Regions from separate parts of the Mus musculus genome. Here all the other regions are linked to region 1. Evidence: chromatin contacts called from public HiChIP or PLAC-seq data. All regions are on one chromosome and are shown on one strand. Each heading gives the region's core, a stretch centred on a gene start, on an enhancer-like site or on the middle of the called end of the contact. The rest is flanking DNA. Distances are from core to core; before and after follow the strand shown.

Evidence for each region. HiChIP or PLAC-seq counts read pairs in DNA pulled down with a chosen protein or histone mark.
Region 2: a contact with region 1 is called in an H3K4me3 HiChIP or PLAC-seq map of the SCID.adh cell line, with 25 read pairs. The contact joins the enhancer-like site here to the promoter of E230001N04Rik in region 1. A contact is called at or near these places in 11 of 39 promoter capture datasets (the 3T3-L1 cell line, the HPC-7 cell line, the SN4741 cell line and 6 more), 1 of 15 datasets of contacts at CTCF or cohesin (the NIH/3T3 cell line), 26 of 484 Hi-C or Micro-C datasets (B cells, the Ba/F3 cell line, CD4 T cells and 14 more), 27 of 115 datasets of contacts at active chromatin or transcription factors (the 230-238 cell line, DN3 thymocytes, the NIH/3T3 cell line and 19 more) and 4 of 9 other capture datasets (adipose tissue, embryonic stem cells, liver and 1 more).
Region 3: an HNF4G HiChIP or PLAC-seq map of pancreatic cancer cells shows a contact between it and region 1. The contact joins the enhancer-like site here to the promoter of E230001N04Rik in region 1. A contact is called at or near these places in 5 of 39 promoter capture datasets (embryonic stem cells, liver, pre-B cells and 1 more) and 3 of 115 datasets of contacts at active chromatin or transcription factors (the SCID.adh cell line, microglia and pancreatic cancer cells).

Annotation. Positions count from the first base shown.
Region 1 is chr17:28,521,368-28,524,067 of GRCm38.p6, reverse strand. It overlaps E230001N04Rik (a long non-coding RNA gene), which reads right to left and starts at 1,412. Exons shown (of 2, transcript XR_385504.4): 1 at 702-1,412.
Region 2 is chr17:28,307,700-28,310,399 of GRCm38.p6, reverse strand. No RefSeq gene overlaps it. Among named protein-coding and RNA genes, the nearest start is that of Fance, 4.5 kb to the left of the region's middle. Within about 2 kb of position 1,364, at least 51 of the 459 cell types and tissues checked have an H3K27ac peak or open chromatin away from gene starts, as enhancers often do. A contact at or near this core is called in the 230-238 cell line, B cells, DN3 thymocytes and 11 more, where this site is marked.
Region 3 is chr17:28,278,831-28,281,530 of GRCm38.p6, reverse strand. The region is part of intron 2 of Ppard (peroxisome proliferator activator receptor delta); the gene reads right to left. Among named protein-coding and RNA genes, the nearest start is that of 1810013A23Rik, 8.5 kb to the right of the region's middle. Within about 2 kb of position 1,315, at least 96 of the 459 cell types and tissues checked have an H3K27ac peak or open chromatin away from gene starts, as enhancers often do. A contact at or near this core is called in embryonic stem cells, liver, pancreatic cancer cells and 2 more, where this site is marked.

The DNA of each region.
Region 1 (2,700 bases), core at 163-2,662:
AAGTTCAAGGTCATCATTACATAGCAGTTTGGTGCTAAGCCTGTATTTTGAAAAGCTGACATTAATAGCGCCATTGTATCTGCTGGTGAGGCTCTTTTCTGATTGGATCAAGTAAAGAGCATTGCCTAGATAGCTAGCTCCCTCCACCCCCATATTTTTTTTTAACTTTTTTTTTCCCCAGTCTATGTAGTAGTCCAAGAGCTCGGCCTCAACTAGAGATCTTCTTGCGTCTGCCTCTTGAGTGCTGGGTTCAAAGCCACCATACCTGGCTTCCCCAAGCATGGGTGTCCAAGGCACATGTATGGAGGTCAGAGGGCAATTTATGTAAATCGGTGGCTCTCGCCTTTCACCTTGTGCGACCTGGGGATCGAACTGTGTCGGCAAGCGCCTATCATGACTTCCGAGAGGCCTCTCTCCCGAGCCTTATCAGCTAAGGGATTTGAGTCTTCGCTATTCCCAGTGAAAAGCCCCCTGCGGCCCGACCGATTCCGGTTCTAATCCCAGGAGTGTGAGGGCTTCGAATTCCACAACCAGCTTTTCTGTGTTAGTCCTGAAAGTACTGGCAGCAGGACTGGCTCAGAGAAGGTGCCGATCCTAGCGCTGCGCAGGGGACAGCTCGCCATCAGTGTGCAGCGGAAAAAGCTTGGGGGGTGAGGGGGGCGCCCGTTCCTCACAGCGGATCCCATACTCCCCGCGCTTACCCCTGCCGGGGAACTCGAGCTGAGGGGCCCCTCTGGCAAGCTCATGACCCGCGAAGGCGTGGGGACCAGAAGAAGCAGTACGAAGCGCGGGAGCGGGCAGCGCCCGGGAGGAGGAGCGCGGGGCGGAGCGCATCGCCCAGCTTCCCCCGCGCCCCCGCCTCTCGCATCCGGCGGCGGCACAGGATGTTCTTTCGCTCGGGTCCCCCGCCCCCGCTCTCACTTTCTTCCCCGCTCCCCTCCTCCACACGCGCCGTGAGCCGCGCCCCGAGCCAGCACCTTGCTTAACCCCTTCCCGCCCGCGCCTAGGGCGCGCAGCGAGTCTGGGGTGCCCGGGTAGGCGCAGGACTGCGCCCACCAGGACAACGTCGAGGGTGGAGAGTATGGTGGTCTTCCGAGGACCCAAGCCTGCAGTCTCCAGAAGCCCCCTAAATCGCCAGGGGCGGTTCCCGGGGACCCAGGCCCGCACTCTCGCGATCTTACGCTAAATTGCCAAGGGCAAGCGCAAGGTGGGCTCTCTCGTGGGCGCAGACCGGTGTGCTTAGCTATCTCCGGCCTAAGGAACGGGGGAGTACCCAGCAACCTTAACCTCATCTTCCCCTCCAGGTTGTGCTAAGGCGCGGCTCACAACGTTTGAGAGGATGGAGAGAGGCCACACCCCCTCGATTAACGTCACTGTTTCCAAGGCAATCGGAGGCGGGGCTGTAGACAAGCGGACTTTGGGGACTATGGCTTAATAGGGCTCCAGGACAGGGTGCGGCTGGGCTGGGGGCTCGGCGGGGTGGGACGTTTCTGTCTTTGCTTTTTTATTGACTCGCTTGATTTTTGATTCAACAGATATTTATGCTTGGCGCCATTCTTAGGGACTGTTTTTCTCTCACCAAGTCTGCGGTTCACAGGTTGTCACTAAGCCGGGTGGAGTGGCCATGCACCCAGGATATGATCCTGGGATAGATGTAATGCCTTTTTATTAAATTTACTGTAGGGGGCTGGGGCTCATGTGCTATAACGTGCATCTGGAGATATGAGGGCAGGCAATTTGTGGGAGTTGGTTCTCGTCTTCTACCTTGTGAGACCCCAACTCATGTCAGGCTTGGCGGCACCTTTATCCACTGCGCTATGTAATTATTCAGTGTCTCCTTTCTCTTGTCAAGTACCCCAGAGCGAGCACTAATCAGTGAAGACTTGGTTCTCTAATTCATGGAAGGTCTCAGCTATTCAGGGAAGGAGGACAAAGTGTTCCATGCTCACCACGTACCAACTCCTTCCCAGCATTTTAGGTCTTGTGATCTTTGCCCTGTTGTATTTCTGGTGCCTTTTACAGCCTAGGAACTGAGTCTGAGCTCTCAGAGGACCCTAAGCCCGATAGCTAAGTGTTGGAACCAGGACCCTAAGCCAGATAGCTAAGTGTTGGAACCAGGTTGGGACCCAAGCCTGTGGGTATGAAGCCTGGCTTCATTTTTAGACTATAATTAAATGGTATCAAAGAACAATCCTGCCCCTAACCCAGTCATGAAGGAGTTTACAGCCTACAGGGAAACGGGGGTGGGGGGTGGGGGTGGGGTGAGGATACCACAGAACATAATTAAGCAATAAAACCTAGAACAGGTTGGAGGCTGTTTAAAAGGATCAAAATAGAGTTGAGATTGTCAGAGCCTCTCCCGTGGAAGGTGCATTCCCAGGTAGGTCAGGAGGTGGGAGGTGACTGTAGGATCACAGTACCTGTGTGTGTGTGTGTGTGTGTGTGTGAGAGAGAGAGAGAGACAGAGACAGAGACAGAGACAGAGACTGTTCCTGCAAAGAACACCTAACTAGTGGCTCAGCCATACAAAGGCTTTTTTTTTTTTTTTTTTTTTTTTTTGACAAGATCTCTAGCCCAGGCTGATCTCAAATTTTCTATTTAGCCAAGAATAGCCTTAAACATCTGATCTTCCTGCCTCTATCTCCGGAATGCTGGGATAACAGGTGTGTACCTCACATCCCCACCCCACCTCATGGATGG
Region 2 (2,700 bases), core at 115-2,614, 210 kb after region 1:
CTCACAGGTGAAGTCTGGCAAGTTGGACATGGCACAATATTGTCACATTAGGGTAGACATCATCTATATTTCTTATATAATGCATTACATTTATGGTGGATATTTTAAAAATATTGGTTCTCAGCCTGGCAGTGGTGGTGCACACCTTTAATCCCAGCACTTAGGAGGAAGAGGCAGACAGATTTCTGAGTTCGAGGCCAGCCTGGTCTACAGAGTGAGTTCCAGGACAGCCAGGGCTACACAGAGAAACCCTGTCTTGAAAAACCAAACCAAACAAACAAACAAAGAACAACAGCAACAACAACAAAACTGGTTCTCATGTAACCTAGGCTGCCTGCCAACTTGATGTGTCACTCAGGATGACCTGGGACTTCTGAGCCTCCTGCCTCCACCTCCCAACTACTGGGATTACGGGTGTCTGCCCATATTCCTAGCAAGGAGCAAACTGAGGGCTTGTGCCTGCTGGGCGATCATACTGAGACCCAGTCCCAGCCCCAGCCTTCATGGATATTGTATTATTTTCCTTCCTTTCTTCCTTCCTTCCTTCCTTCCTCTCTCTCTCTCTCTCTCTCTCTCTCTCTCTCTCTTTCTTTCTTTTCTTTTTTTGACACAGGGTTTCTCTGTGTAGCCCTGGCTGTCCTGGAACTCACTTTGTAGACCAGGCTGGCTTTGAACTCAGAAGTTCTCTTTCCTCTGCCTTCCAAGTGCTTGGATTAAAGGTGTGTGCCACTACGTCCGGCTTGTATTACTTTTCTATTGCTGCGATAAAGTACCATGGCTAGGGGCTGGAGAGATGGCTCAGTGTTTATGAGCACCGATTGCTCTTCCAGAGGACCAGAATTCAATTCCTGGCAGGCAGCTCACAACTGTGTGACTCCAGTTCCAGAGGATCTGACAGCCTCTCATAGACAGGCAGGTAGAACACCAATGCACATAAAAAATAAATAAATCTTTAAACAACAACACCAGGACCAAAACAACTGGTATAAGAGTATTTTATTTGGGCTTATGGTTCCAGAGAGTTAGGAGCCCATGATGGCAGAGTAGACTAGGCTTGCGAGTTGGAACTGCTGAGCTTAAACTGCAAACGAAAACTAGATAGCAAACTGGGAACTGCACTTGGCTTTGAACCCTCAGAGCTGGTCCCCTGGTGACATATTTCTTCCAGTGGAAACCAGATCTGTTTGAAAGGTGCTAAAAGGAGAGATGAAGAATCCGATTCAAGCTGTTTTCTTCCAGTAGAAAAGGACTCTCAAGTCTGGTGGGTGATTTTCTCCATGTTATACACAGTACCAAAGCACGCTCTTTAAGTGGGAAAGGTGGCGAGGTGAGGATCCTCCTTCCACTTGTAGGGTTGACGTTTATACCACCGTCTTCCAGCAGGTGGCAGTGAAGCGCCTTAATGGAGACCCTTCTAGAACTCTGTCTCAGAGCAGCGGACCACGAACCTCTTTTCAACTTAAATACTAGCAATATACAAGGACAGGACCCTCAGCTGTGCCTCTGGAGCCACGTTAGAACACTGCATTGGGCTATGGGTGGCCTTAGCTGGTGCAGCTGCCGGCTAATGGATGTTCAGTGATGAGGCCAAAGTGGGTTGTGGACACTTGAGGTCAGCCTCAGGGAGGCCAGCCAGGGTCGGGAGTGCACGGAAGAAGAGTTTGTCACGAAGCCTTCTTAAATCCATGACCATCTGGACCCTTCCCACTCCCCACGTAAACACGGGGCCCCCAGAGCACCCAGGGGGCAGCAGAAATTCCTCAAAACAACTCCCCCCCCCCTTTCAAAAACTACCTCTAGGATGGTTCCAGGAGGTGGCCCCATGGGAGCCCCAGGACTTCCCTTTCCTGGCCCCTACGTGACACTAGCCACGTTAACACCTGTGCTGGAAGCTTTGAGTGGCTTCTGTTTCTGTTTTGCTTGAGACAGGCTGTCATTATGTAGCTCTGGCTGTGTGTAGATCAAACTGGCCTCAAGCTCTGCCCCCTAAGAGCTGGGATTAAAGGTATACACACCCACAGATCTCTCATTCTCTCTTTTTTAACGTTTTGGTTTACTCTTTTGAGACAGGGTGTCCTGTTGCTCAGGCTGGCCTCAAACTTGCTATGTAGCCAAGGATGACATTGAATTTTGTTTTGTTTTCTTTGCTTGTTTTGAGACAAGGTTTCTCTGTGTAGCCTTGGCTGTCCTGGAACTCACTCTGTAGACCAGGCTGGCCTGGAACTCACAGAGATCTGCTTGCCTCTGCCTCCATCCCGAGCACTGGGATTAAAGGCGTGCACGCCCCCACTGCCAGGCTTGAGCCTCATAGGTCTCTTAAGCATTCCTCCACCTAGTCTGTTTCCTCTTCCTTCGGAGTTCCTTTCCTCTTTGTTCTGGTGCCAGCTTGGACCCGAACACTGGAGTCCACATCCCACTTGCCTCTTCAAGCTACATAGACCAGGCCTTTGTTTTTTCTTCCATAGTTTGGGGAGATGAAGGGTCCTCACCTCACACAGTGATGATAGGTGACCCCCCTCACTCCCCCCCAACACACACCACAGGCTCTCATTCCAGTCCTCCAGTACTGAGCTCAACAGACCTTCCAGAGCCTTCCAACTGGAATACAAGTGACTGGTGACACCCACTTTAACCTCCACCTGCCTGTAGCATCCTTATTTTCTTCTCGCAGAAGGCCCCACTCTCCCTCCAGTGTTCCCC
Region 3 (2,700 bases), core at 66-2,565, 240 kb after region 1:
GGCCCTTACAGTGCAGCCAGGTGTCACCTCCACCTGTCTGTCCAGTTCCTTCACTGTTTCTGCTGGCTGAGCATTCATGAGGCCAGCAATGTGCAACAAAATCCCTGGACTGTTCCGATTCTGGGGCCCGCGTGCGCGCGCGCACACACACACACACACACACACACACACACACACACACACACACTCACACACACGTATGCATTCGTGAGTGTTCAGTACACACAGTCCCAGCTCTAGGACCCAGGCTCACCTCCCAAGAAGAGACCCTGGGGGATAGGAGGGAGGAAAGGGAGGGGTAGATATGGGAGTGGCAAGCCCCACCCATCTCTCACTGGTGGGGGAGGGGGGTCGGGAATTGTGCAGGCAGAGGCAGAAGCAGGAGCTGAACCCAATGACCCTCTAGAGGACTGCCACACAGCAGAAGGAGGCTGCAGGGAAGGGCTTCCTCTCAGGACACCCCGTTGCTGCTGCCTGGGAGATGAGCTAAGGGACCGCAGGTGCTCTGCCTGGTGGCTCAGTTCCCATGCTGGCTAAGCAGGCTATGTGCTTGGTGACAGAAGGCCTGCCCTGCCTGGGGTGGAGATAGCTGGGGGAGTCAGCATGCTAGGTCCCCCTTCATAAGCCCCAAATCAGAGCTTTCTCACTCTCTACCACCCTGGGGCTAGCTCCACTCTCTCTGGCTTACTAACCCTGTGGGCACTGACCCTTCTTATAAATACCCAAAGAACCGGATGCTACTGTCCCCATTTAACAGATGAGGAATTGGTAGCTCGAGGTCAAGTCTTAGTCACAGCACCATGTGCCTTCTGTGCACTGCTGGGTCAAGAACACAGCAGAAGCAAGCTGGCTCAGAGGCAGGCTCCAGAGTGCCGGAATCTCCTGTCATTCTGAGTCAGGAGCCCTCACACCGCCTGACTTCTGTGTGGCTGTAAGCCCTCAGCTCAGTCTGTCACAAGAGTCTGCCACAGAGCCCCTGCCACAAAGTCACCACGTCATAGCTGAGGTCACCACAGGCTCTAGTCTCTGAGTCTTCCTCTAGCCCTTCCTTCTGTCCCCTGTCCCCTCGCACCACCATGACGCTCAGGCCAGAGGCTCAGCCTGGGACTGGAGTGCCGCTGGCTCCTGGGAGGCTCACCGGCTCCCTGGGCTCCCCCTGGCGCTCCTTCCAAGAAGCCTTCCTGGGCTAGCACTACCCCACCCTGCTTACCTCAGTCCTGTCTCCAGATCTGCAAGGTCTGCTGCCGCCCTGGCCTCACCGCACCACCATACCCCAGGACTGTCCTCTGCTCTGCTGGCACGGTGCCCCTTAGTGAGTGTTCAACAGGCACTTGGTGAATGGATAAGCACTCGGACAGCCTTGGCCTGCAGCCCTCGCCAAGGGATACCATTTCCTCATGTCCCTGCCACTCACATCTGGTGCCCTTTAGAAGCTACCTCTACCAGCTCCTGGGTCAGGCTTCCATCAGACCCCGGCTCACCACCCCTCCCCCAATCTGGGGATGACACTCGTGTTCCCAAAGTTCTCAACGAAGTGCAGCTGCCTACCAGGCAGTAAGGTCCAAGAAGCATAGAGACACTGAAGCAGGTGTGCAGGGCAGGGCCTCCGGCAGGGACTGTGACTGCAGTGTGTGTGTCACTGCCTTTGGTCTGGAGGAGACTCTGCTGAGCCAGGACACTGATTGTAAAGTGCGCAAGCTCTGGGACCCCGAGACCACCACAGTTCTCACTCCCCAATCCCGTCCACCACAGGAGATCTTCAGGGCCTCCCTGCCCTATCCCTGAATTCTCTGAAGAGGCACAAAGTCAAACAGAAGGAGACTGACCGGGAAAGAGCACTGTTGTCTCTACTGAGACAGCCTGTGCCTTCCTCACCTCCTGCCCCCACCACTCTCCAGCTTCCACTCCTTCCCTGCCGACTGTGGAGGTGGGGGTGAGGGTTACAAGTGTCCCTGAGGCACAGGTTGTCCCATGCCTCTAATGAGTGGCTTGGGACCAGCGTGGAGGGGCCCTAAGAGAAAGTAGCTGGATGATGGTCCCCAGCTGCCCTATCAATCAGTAATCTGTGTGCTGACCCAGTGACCCAATTTTCTGGGCCAGCAACTCTGCAGTACTCGCTGCTTCCCATTTGCCAATCCAGGTCACCCCATGTCCTCAGGGTACCTGAGGCCAGGGTAGATTCACCCTAGTGGGTACCTGAGGTCAATCTCCAAAAACCAGAAAGAGCAGGTACCAAACAGGACAAAACGGCCCTTGTATTTCTAGTTAGTTCTCTGAGCATCCAGAAGCAGCACTCAATGAAAATAAAAGCTCTGGCAGCCAGAGAAAGAGAGCAGGAGCTCTTGCCTGAGCTGGGAAACAGGAAGTGAGGGGCCTCAGGTGGGCTGCCAGCCCGGCTCTCAGCAGCCCTTGACTCTGGGATGGGAGGGGTAATGTCCACCCCACCCCCAACCATAGATAGATGGAGAATGTTCTAGAATGCCATTTCACAAACAAGAAACGTAAATTATGTGAGGACTTGGGCTCACAAAAAAAAAAAAAAAAAAAAAAAAAAACAACAACAACAAAAACCCAAGCCTGGTGTAGTGCATGCCTGCTATTCCAGCTGAGGCTGAGGCAGGAAGACTGCTGCAAGTTCAAGGCCAGCCTGGGCTAGCTACATAGTGAGATCCAGCCTTCCCTAGGCAGGGGTGGGCATGC